Linked DNA regions of Mus musculus: regions 2 and 3 are each linked to region 1. A link is a contact called in public Hi-C data. All regions are on one chromosome and are shown on one strand. The core of a region is the stretch at or near the end of the contact, and the rest is flanking DNA. Distances in the headings are between cores, read along the strand shown.

Region 1 (3,425 bases), core at 324-2,823:
CTGCCAAGAGAGAAAAGCCATCAATAGTCCTGCCTACCAGTGAAGCCTGCAAGCCACAGGAATGGCTAACATGGAGAGATATGCTCATTTCTACAATATAGGGTGATAACTGTTTTCTGATTGGGATTAAGGCTCACTCCACAGAAAGAAACGTATCTTTCTCCAAGATACTCCAAGAGCCTGTGGCTGTGGTGCTCATGGGCCACAGGAATGAACCTATTACTTTGATGTCAAATAAATGGACATCAAAGCAAACGACCCTCTGAATTCATGTCTCTCTACTTGTAGATCAGCCAGCGCAACTCTGAGACCTCATCAGACAAGTTTCTCAGTGCAGGGGATGGTGGTTAATGCACAAACCCACAAATGGTCAAATCGAAGAGAATAAATGCTCGTGGATTGCCCAGCCACAAATGGGACATACAAATCACAAGCCCTCCTTAACGTTCCAGGACAATCCACAAAGGGTGGGAGTAAGGTGAGTGAAAAGATTCACAGAACTCTAGGTCAGGGGCACTACAGCTCAGCGCTGGCCTCTGGGCATGACGGGATTGCTGCATGCATGAACACACAGCCGCTGAGGTTGTCGCACAATATCCTCAGAAGATCAAGCCAGTCAACCTGCTAGCATGGAGTGGGAAACTTTTTTTTTTTTTTTTTTTTTTTAATGAAATCCCACCGGTCACCCTGGAGCTATGCACAGTAGAAGGCTTCCGAGTGGGGCTATGGTTTTCTTTAAGGGTGTGGTTCTTTGAAGGCTAAACCTACTCCATTGAATGGTCCCCACGTGGACCAGGAGTATATAGACTGCTCAAATTGGAGTCTATGGGTTCTTGACAAAAGGGACACGAAGTTGAGGTGTGTGTAGGGAGGTGAGGGTTGATTTCAGAGGAGTTAGGGGTAGGGAGGTGTTGGGTGTGTGTGTGTGAAAAATATATATGATCAGTACACGTCGCATGAAACTCTCAGAATTAATGAAAAATGGAAAAATTATCAAATAGAAAAAAAAAGAGAAAGAAAAGAGGAAGTCCCCTTTCTTAAACCTTAAATCCTGCGTCACTAGGTCGGTGTGTGATGGATGAAAGGTGCGGAGGGATGAGGCATAAGGCCGTCACTATCCAGGAGACAGCTGGTCCTGAGTCTCTAAACCACGCGGAGGGCCGTTCCAGCACAGCTGGGGAAAACAGGCCGGGCCAGGCTTGCGGGAGAGTTGGATATGTTTAGTATCTAGAGGACGTTTGTTTTTCAGAACTCCTCTCTCCCTTCCGAAATCTGGCAGGCGTTAGTCATCCGCTGCTCAGCACGAACCCTCAAGTGTGCTTGTGTGGCTCGTCGGGCTTCCTCCCGGCGCCCCGCCCTCGGGCTCGCACGAGCAGACCGGTCAGCGCCCACTCCCACCCCCCAGGCCTGAGGTGCCCGGCGGCCTGCCGCTCCCCCGGGTGCTTAGCATCCCGGGCTGCAGAGGCTCGCCCCGCGCGGCGCGGCGCCAGGTTGGGGCAGGGAAGAAAGTTATAAAGTGCCGCGAGGAGTTGGGCGGTCCGAGGAAGAGAGGCGGAAGAGGAGGACTCGGCTGAGTTCCCGCGGCGATCGTGGGGTCCGCGGGTGCCTGTCCCGCAGCTCACCACCGCAGCTAGACGCCAGCCTTTCTGCTCCCGGGTGGGCGCCGGAGACTCAGCGGGAGGCGAGGAACTTGTCCCGAGAGCTGTCGCTGCGGGCCTCATTGTCTGCAGCAACTCTCCGGAATCCGGAGTGGGAGAACTGGACTCTGTCCACTGGGATTTGCCCAGAGTTCCGGCGGCAGCTGTGGCGGCTGCGGAGACTCTCTTTGTCCTCCCAGGACCTCGCTCTCTCTCCTCAGTGGCAGCTGTTGGGTGGCTCTGAGCTTGGAGAGGGCATCCCAGCCCCGCTCAGCCTCTGACCCCCGGGCGAGTCCCCGGTGACTCCGCCTCTTTCACGTCTCTGCTCTGTGAAGCCCGGAGCCCAGAACCCCGAGCCCAAGGGACTGTGAGCCAGAGAGAGCTGCCGGGCCCCGGCCACAGGATGGTGGCCGGTCGGTCCCGGGCGCGCAGCCCTGGGAGCTGGCTGTTCCCTGGCCTGTGGTTGTTGGCTGTGGGCGGTCCGGGGTCGTTGCTGCAAGCCCAGGAGCAGCCCTCTTGCAAAAAAGCCTTCGATTTGTACTTCGTACTGGACAAGTGAGTGAAGGAGGACTGTGGGGTCAGGGTCTCCTGGGGGGAGGGCAGCTCTGAATCAGCTAGGACTGAAGTTGAGATGTGTTTGGATTCTGGGGGAGGCGACGAGGGAACTCTCCCTAGTGTGCATGTGGCTGACTCCTTTCAAAGGCAAGCTCATTAGCTGTACAGGAATAGGGGCTGCGAGACTCCAGGGCTACTTGGTTCTCCAAAGGAGAGGCGTGCAGTGCTTTTTTTGTCCTGGAATCTTTTGGGAAACGGTAGTGTGGCCACCTGCAGCTCGTTTCCTCCCAGGAACTTTTGTGCCTCTTTATCATACTCCCCCTAGACCCCCACGGACATTCTAAAGTTTGCCTAATTTTATCCTGATCACACTGGGAGCCAGGGGGGGGGGGGGAAAGCCTTAATATACCCAATGTGGCTTGCATTTCCTGAGAAATGAGGGCTTGTGTTTTTATTTTGAAAAGCCAGGTCTCTCTCTAAACAGTACAAAGCAAGTGTCCCCCCCCCCCCCCCCAAGAAGTGTGGTCTTCCTGGTTTCCTTGATTCAGCCCAAACACTAAAGTTTCAGCTCTGAACATGGACATGAACAAGCACACTTAACTTTGAAGAGGGGAGTCAGTCCCCGCCCCCTATCCCTGACCCCCGACCTCCACCCCCCATCATGCGCCTTTTAAAACTGAAGAAATGTTTGCCATTAAGGCCCACTTTTTGTCTTTCTGATCAATTTATCTTCCTTTTTCAGGTCTGGCAGTGTAGCAAATAACTGGATTGAAATTTATAATTTTGTCCACCAGCTGACAGAGAGATTTGTGAGGTATGTCTCCCCATCGTACCTTTCTTGGCATTGGAAAGGAAATCGAACAAACAGCCGGGTTTCCCTGTTCTAAAACCCTTCTCATGGGAAATCTTTCCCGAAATCAAAATGTTGAATTTTAAACGTCTCAAGGTGGCCCTTTCACACATGGTGTGCAGGCGAGACTTTCAGCTAACCCTTGCAAGTTCAATTTATCTGGCTCCCAGAAACTTGGCCCAGGGTGTGAGGGAACATCTTCAAATACAATTCTTAATGTCTTTTCCTTTTCGACCACTCATCTGTTTTGAGTTTGAGTTATGCTTTCTCATAATTTATCACATTTAAAAAATACATTTTATCCTAATAGTGTCTGTACTATATTTTCAACTCCACACACTTGGCTCTGTAAACTTCCACATTTTAAAAGTGTCGGAAAACTT
Region 2 (3,425 bases), core at 278-2,777, 220 kb after region 1:
TCTTTCCTGGCCTTCTATAGATTTTGCTTGTTTCTTTTACAATGAAAGGTTTGAAAAGTTTATAAGAATAAAGCAAATTGATTTTGATTTTTTTAAATCACTTAGCACAAAAGTAAAAATTAGCTTGTGAGTCTGGGGAGAAGGCCTGCTGGTAGAGAGCTCGAAATACAAGCCTCAGGACATCGGTTTGGATACCCAGATTTACAAAAAAATGTCAGCAATTTGATATATGCTTGTAATCCCTTTGCTTCTGTCTTCATTGCATCACTAGAAATGGGTCTAGTTAGGCTATTTCTTTGTGTCTGAGTGAATTTTGGAATTTTTCCTTTCTTTTTCACATAAATTTATATAACTTCTGCCATGCATTTATCCAATGACTATACTTATAATCTGTTATAATGTATCTATAAGGCTGCTCATTACAATATTTATAAGAGAAAAATAAAAGAACACAAGAGCCCTTTAGGAATACAACAACTTTAACTATGGTTTGTAGTGTGTAATAATTTAAGAGAATTAGGTCTATACAGGAAGAAAAGGAAAACTGCTAATGTACATTGAGTATAAAGAAAATTATGTATTATACTATGCTTTTTGTAAATCTTCACAAGAATATATGGCTAGAGAGATAGACTGGCATACACTCATACATGCACGAATGCTTCAAAAAAATGGAGAGCTCTTAGCTCTTCAACATCTGGAGATTGTCACTAAAGGTAACAGAAAAAAATCTTCTTATTTGAATTTTATGAGAATTATTTATTTTAAAAATATTCATTTATTTTATGTGTATGTGCTTACGTATATGTTTGTGCTCCTCATGCATAGAGGAGCCCAATAATGTGAGAAGAGGCATGAGATCTGAAACTGTAGTTACAGATGGTCACTACCCAACTTTTGAGTTCTGGGAGCTGAACCTGGGTCATCTGCAAGAGCCAAAAGTACTCTTTATGGCTGTCTCTCCAGACTCAATAATTTTTATTTTAAAAAGATATTGAGAGGTGTTGAAAACTAGAAACCGGGCATTATTTTTTCTTAGGATTTTATTGGGGAAAGAAAAACTCAATAATTCAAAAATGGAAAACATATATTAGATATATGCTTAGATGTGAGATAAGTTTGTGTCTAAATGTACCCATTCTAAGAGTACCCCCATTGTGGAGACATTTGTTTAGGGATTGAACAGATGTTGTTATTCATACCCAGTCAAATAAATGTATACTCATGAAGTTTCACCATGGCTATAGGGCCTCAAAAAACTATCCTTCCACACACTGTTTATCTTGTATTCTACCTTCAATGTTTTTCAAAGACTAGGTCTGAGTCGCTATGAAGAAAGCCCTGAAATGGTATAGATTTTCTTTATGCTAATTTCAGACTTAGTGTTCTCAGTAGCTTGTTTTTGCTTCCCTAAATCAAAACCACATGTTGGAATTAATTCATCATGCTTCAGAAGGCTGGGCACCCCTACTCCAGGTTTCAAAGCTTACTTCCTCCTGAGGTTTCTCTGTTGACTTAGTCTTATTTCTATGTCCTCACACAGCCTCTACTCTCTGAGTGCATGCTGCTGGCCTCTGTCTTGTTTCAAAGACACCAGAAATACCAGACCAGAGCCACACCCTTGTGATCTCATTTAAGCTACATCTCCAAATGTAGTCACAGTGGGAATTAGGGGTAAATTGTGGAAACTCCAGAGTCTATTGTTTTCTGTTTATTTTGCCCAGCAATGAAGGCCTCTCCCTCTGCTCAGGCACTCTGATTCTTCTAGGACTATCTGTTCTACCTAATTCTTTCCCTTCCCTCTCCATTTGCTGTTGTATGCTGTAGTCTTCCACCTACTGTCAATATTCTTATTGCTGGGAAAGTTATTGATTGAGCTGTTCTGGCTGGTTTAAAATGATACTATATGTTGTGAACTATGAGCTCATTAGAGGTTGCCTCAAAAAAACCTTTATTGATTTGGTACAAATTCCATTCAATTTGGAACCTCTCCCATGTTTTGGAATTTTTCTTTTATCTTTTTACTGTTTTTGAAGCAGGCATTTCCCCCACTCTTTTACTATTTTACTACTATTAAAGAGAGGAGTGGGGTAAAGGGCCTTTATTTTATCATAATCTTTAATACTTGATGAATTACTATTTGTGGTTATTATTGATAACTAGGTGATGTTTTTATTGTAGATATATGAGAAAGAGAGAGAGACAGAGACACACCGAGAGATACAGAGAGACAGAGAGAACATTTAGGCACATCTGGAAGAGTCTAGAGCAGGGAGAGAAAGTAGACTGAACATGGGCAGCAGACTGGACCTAGTCAAGGCTATCTGCAATAGATGGGAGAATAGCAGGGCTGGAGAATAGAGAAAACACAGCAGCAGAAGCAGGAACAGGGCAGAGATATTGTTAGAATTCTAAAGATGGATTTCTGAACATTAAAAGTTGTTATATATTTATATACCTTTAACTTTTCCTCAAAAATGCTTCCCATGTTAATTACAATAATAATCACATTATTTCTAAGTAATTTCTTGAGATGTAACATAATTACATTATTTACCATGTCCTTTCCTCCGCTTTCTTTGTTTTTAAAGATTTATTTATTTATTTATTTATTTATTATAAGTACACTGTAGCTGTCTTCAGACACATCAGAAGAGGGCGTCAGATCACATTACAGATGGTTGTGAGCGACCATGTGGTTGCTGGGTTTTGAACTCAGGACCTCTGGAAGAGCAGTTAGTGCTCTTAACCACTGAGCCATCTCTCCAGCCCTCTCCTCTTCTTCCTAAACCTTACCATGAATCCCTCTCATTTTACTTTCTTTCAAATAAATGGCCCTTTTCAATTCTCTCTCCCTCTCCCTCTCCCTCTCCCTCTCCCTCTCCCTCTCCCTCTCCCTCTCCCTCTCCCTCTCCCTCTCCCTCTCCCTCTCCCTCTCCCTCCCTCTCTCTCTCTCTCTCTCTCTCTCTCTCTCTCTCTCTCTCTCCTTCTCTCTCTCTCCATAAACAGAACCTGATCAATCTGTATAATTTTAGGTGCATATACATGTTTTCAAGATCTGAAAACCTGCTAAAAAGAAGTATATCATGACTAGTGTAGGCAATATATTTATCTATACAGGACTAGAAAATTTATGAATTTTAGAGGAAAATCTACAGTTGCTGTCGCGTCCGCTCTCGACCAGCAAGAACGACACGACCACCAGTCCTTCTACCAGCAGCTTATTCAGCAAACTTCAGTCTTCATCTCTCTCGCTTCATCTTTTTCCTCATCTATCTCCCCCAAACCCCGGGCCTCTCACTCTTATATACTCTCAGTCCCCATCCACTCACAGCAGGCCACGTCACCTCACCAGGCATGCAGCTTCAGCCAATCAGGGCGGCAGGGGCATGTCTCCACCAAATATGGACTTGTTTAAACCGCCA
Region 3 (3,425 bases), core at 365-2,864, 150 kb after region 1:
AATCAATATATCTACACAACCTTCACTAAATTGTTTAGGAACTGGACTGAAAAAATACTCTCTAAAAATATGTAATTGAAGTAAATTGTCTTAATTTGGGAAAACAGGATCTATAATAGTGGTGTTAGAAGTGGGTCAGCAATCTAGGATGTGATGTAGAATAAAGTACAGCACAAAGAAAGCATCTCTATCCAGTCTCGGGTTTCCTTGTCCTTGGTTTTAACGACCTCTTTAATATAGTCCTCGTAAGCACATTTTTAGAATCACTCAATTGCATAAGAAAATTCATCCATTTTTACTTCGTCATAGAAATGTATACGGTGATGTTATTGAGAGTTTGATTTTATGACAGCGGCGCCACACTTCAGACAGCACTTACAAAGTTTTAATCCCATGTTGATTTTTTTTTCTACATGGACTTTAGCATACCATCAAATAAGCAAATTTTCTGTACACAATAAATAAAATCAAATGAAATAAGATCTGAGCCATGTTGTCTTGAGCCAGGGAAAATGATGACTTAATGACTAATGGGGACATTGTTCTGAGCTTTGGTATCATTAGTTACATCTTGCTATGGAAAGTAGATGCTCCTTGACTTTTTAACAACTGCTTCCTTATTTCACCATGGATATCTTTCTTCCCTCAGGGCCGATGCATAAACTTCTCCCGGGTTCCACATCAATAAGACGGGAGAACAAAGAATGAGAAGATAAGAAGACAGTGTGACAGTGTATCTTCATGATGCTGATTTCCAACAGAACCGACAGTCCGGTGCATCTCAGAAGTTCTTGGGACAACAGCCCATTTTCTCTCTGTCAGGAAATGTTTCCTCTGCCTTCTGCTTTCTGTGCACTAAACATTTTCCAACACTTGTTCTGCCATCGACATGAGAGGTGATGAAAGTCATCGGCGATAGCCCATGATTCACGACACTGAAAATCCCGAGGAATGTTAGTTTGCATGCTAGGGTTTATGCAAAGCTCGTTTTGACTATGTAAGAGGACAAAGCAGACACATCGATGATGTAATGATACCAAAGCTAGGACTGCAAATCCACCAGCCACAGAGGTTTGCAATGGAGACTGGTGATTCTGCCATGAATGTGTGGCCCCTGTGCTTTTGTTTGGCAAGATCTTTAGCTACAAGCAAAACATGAAGTTTCCTCCCAGGCTAAACAGATAATGGAGTCCACTGCCTTGTAGCTATGTCAGATAGCAAAGCCTTTCCAAGTCCTCCATTACTTTGTGCCTTACAGGAAATTTCTGACTAGAAAATCTTGTCACTGTTACACTGAAAGTGCACACGCATGACAAAATGTAGACGAGACGCCTCAAGGTACTGGATGCAAGCAGGATTTTTGCCCTTTAGTTTTCCAAGACACCTTTCTTTTATTATGCACTTGAGACAAGAGAATTAATAGAGCGTTAATTCAACAGGAAGACCGCCTCCAACCAAAGACCTGGAGCGCAGCATAAGGACTTGTGATTTGAGACGTTGTCCCCAGCCTGGTAGATCCCCCTTTCTCAGCATTTGGGATTTAGCAGTGCATAAAGCATTAATATCTGTAAAAACACCTAGATGTTTGTTTGGCTTTTAATTTAAGGAAGCTGCAACCACAAAGCTTCCGCTCAGGGTTTTTTCTTCCTTCAAGTCTCCAAGGGCTCTTCAGCGTCACAAGCCAGCAACTCTCTTTGCATGAAAATTTCAAAGTTTAATTAATATAATTAAAGGCAACAGCAAGCAGCAGCCTGTGAAGATTTTGCTCATCTTTTTTATGCCTTTTGACATTGAGTGACCTATCACTGTATGCATGTTACTTAGAAATTGAGGAGCACCACACCTTGGTTGTGGTTCAGCCTGGGAAAGAGACCTCCTTCCTTCTGTTTATAAATTAAAATCAGGAGGGGCGCCATCAGAAAGCATGGACAATATACATACTATAAATTTTTAGAAATATCACCATCGTGTCACGTCAACGATGCCAAATTATGTTAGTGTGAGCAGAAACCCGGTGGGGGAGGAAGGCGGCAGCAGCCGAAGGAAATAGCTCAGATAATCTAGTCACTTTCGATACTGTACTTCAGATGCGAAATGGATATTCGACTGGAAACCTGACAAAGCGCGCCTGCTTTGATGTGAACTGTTATAGACAATGACCAGTGGCCGGGTCAGTGGGATGTCTCTCTGCGAGCACAAAGGCTTATCAAATGACACTAAAAATAAGTTCAACAACCATCACTTTGGAAGGGAGAAGGCGAACATTTCATGTTTGGCGGGCATGTGAGTGCAGGAGATGGAAAGAGCCATTTAGAGCATCCTCATATAATTGCCCGCATTGTACTCTTCATGGAAATTTCAAAGGACGGCAGTGATATTTTTCATTGGTGTCCACGTTTGTGGCACTGCTCCAAGAAGCCTTATGCACACATACAAATATACAAATGCACACACCTACACTCTCTAGCTTTAATCTTTTTGCTCAACCTTATTTATATCACTGACTGGCTGGATCCAAAGTCACACCTCCACATATTAGTGAATAAAAAATTTTTACCTGTGTCTCTGTTATCAGTTTCTTTAAGTTCACATGGAGCTTACACTTTGTAGGGTTGGACACACAACTGCTCTGGTTAGTAACAAGATGGAATTCTATTCCATTGTAAAATATCCAACATGTTCACAGTTGATTCATGGTTGATGTTACGGGTATAATCTGTGTGTGCACATAGAAGGCTGGTAAGTACACCTAACTCTTCCTGTGATGGTCTTTGTAGACGTTTGTTCTGTGTCTGCCTCTAAAACAGGACCTATGGCCACTTCCCCAAAAGGCATTTCATTTCTGATGCAGGCACACACCCATTCGTGATATTTTAAGAGCATCAAAAATACTACAGAAGCTCTGGCTATGTTTCTTTGGTAACCACTTCAAATTTTCACAGAATCCTGTAGCATGTTTGCACCACGAGGGATGTAAATAAACCTCTGCCTTTAAATGGCAAAATAGCTTCCTTGAGATTTGTTGCACTGGCTGGAGGATGTGTCATAAAAATACAACAAAGAGCTGTAAATGAAGAGGGTGAGTCAGGAGTCTACACATAGACTGGGAAAGGATCATTCATAAGGTTCAAAGACAGATGGAATTCCATTGCCCTTAAAGTTATGAACCAGATTAATGTTATGCTTTAATCGCAGATCTTAGCAGAAATGAGAATTTGTTTTTAAAATTAATCTTCTTGGCAGAGGACATTGCGAATCTTTATGTGACACTTTTCATACATAGCAATAGCTCCCGTGTGATTGATCTGGACACGATGTCAGTCGAGATCTCCTCCTTTGTACAAACAAATGAGTCTTGTCCATCATCCATTTGTGTTACATAAGGTTGCAAAAGCAATTAAGTGGGAAATGACTCCTAACTTATG

The links. A called contact is a pair of places that touch in the nucleus more often than the background predicts.
Region 2: a Hi-C map of uterus shows a contact between it and region 1, with 4 times the contacts expected there. The contact joins the enhancer-like site here to the promoter of Antxr2 in region 1. A contact is called at or near these places in 2 of 39 promoter capture datasets (the 3T3-L1 cell line and pre-B cells), 1 of 484 Hi-C or Micro-C datasets (uterus) and 2 of 9 other capture datasets (adipose tissue and pancreatic islet).
Region 3: a contact with region 1 is called in a Hi-C map of B cells, with 1.7 times the contacts expected there. The contact joins the enhancer-like site here to the promoter of Antxr2 in region 1. A contact is called at or near these places in 3 of 39 promoter capture datasets (3T3-L1-derived adipocytes, the HPC-7 cell line and pre-B cells), 5 of 484 Hi-C or Micro-C datasets (the 63-12 cell line, B cells, the C10 cell line and 2 more) and 2 of 115 datasets of contacts at active chromatin or transcription factors (the 230-238 cell line and bone marrow-derived macrophages).

The regions. Positions count from the first base shown.
Region 1 is chr5:98,029,165-98,032,589 of GRCm38.p6, reverse strand. It overlaps Antxr2 (anthrax toxin receptor 2), which reads left to right and starts at 1,573. Exons shown (of 17, transcript NM_133738.2): 1 at 1,573-2,192; 2 at 2,935-3,006. The coding sequence starts at 2,041. It also overlaps Gm42759.
Region 2 is chr5:97,805,458-97,808,882 of GRCm38.p6, reverse strand. No RefSeq gene overlaps it. Among named protein-coding and RNA genes, the nearest start is that of Gm34097, 40 kb to the left of the region's middle. Within about 2 kb of position 1,527, at least 44 of the 459 cell types and tissues checked have an H3K27ac peak or open chromatin away from gene starts, as enhancers often do. A contact at or near this core is called in adipose tissue, pre-B cells and uterus, where this site is marked.
Region 3 is chr5:97,883,825-97,887,249 of GRCm38.p6, reverse strand. Antxr2 (anthrax toxin receptor 2) reads left to right here. Exons shown (of 17, transcript NM_133738.2): 17 at 650-2,562. The coding sequence ends at 688. Among named protein-coding and RNA genes, the nearest start is that of Gm34097, 39 kb to the right of the region's middle. Within about 2 kb of position 1,614, at least 18 of the 459 cell types and tissues checked have an H3K27ac peak or open chromatin away from gene starts, as enhancers often do. A contact at or near this core is called in the 230-238 cell line, the 63-12 cell line, B cells and 2 more, where this site is marked.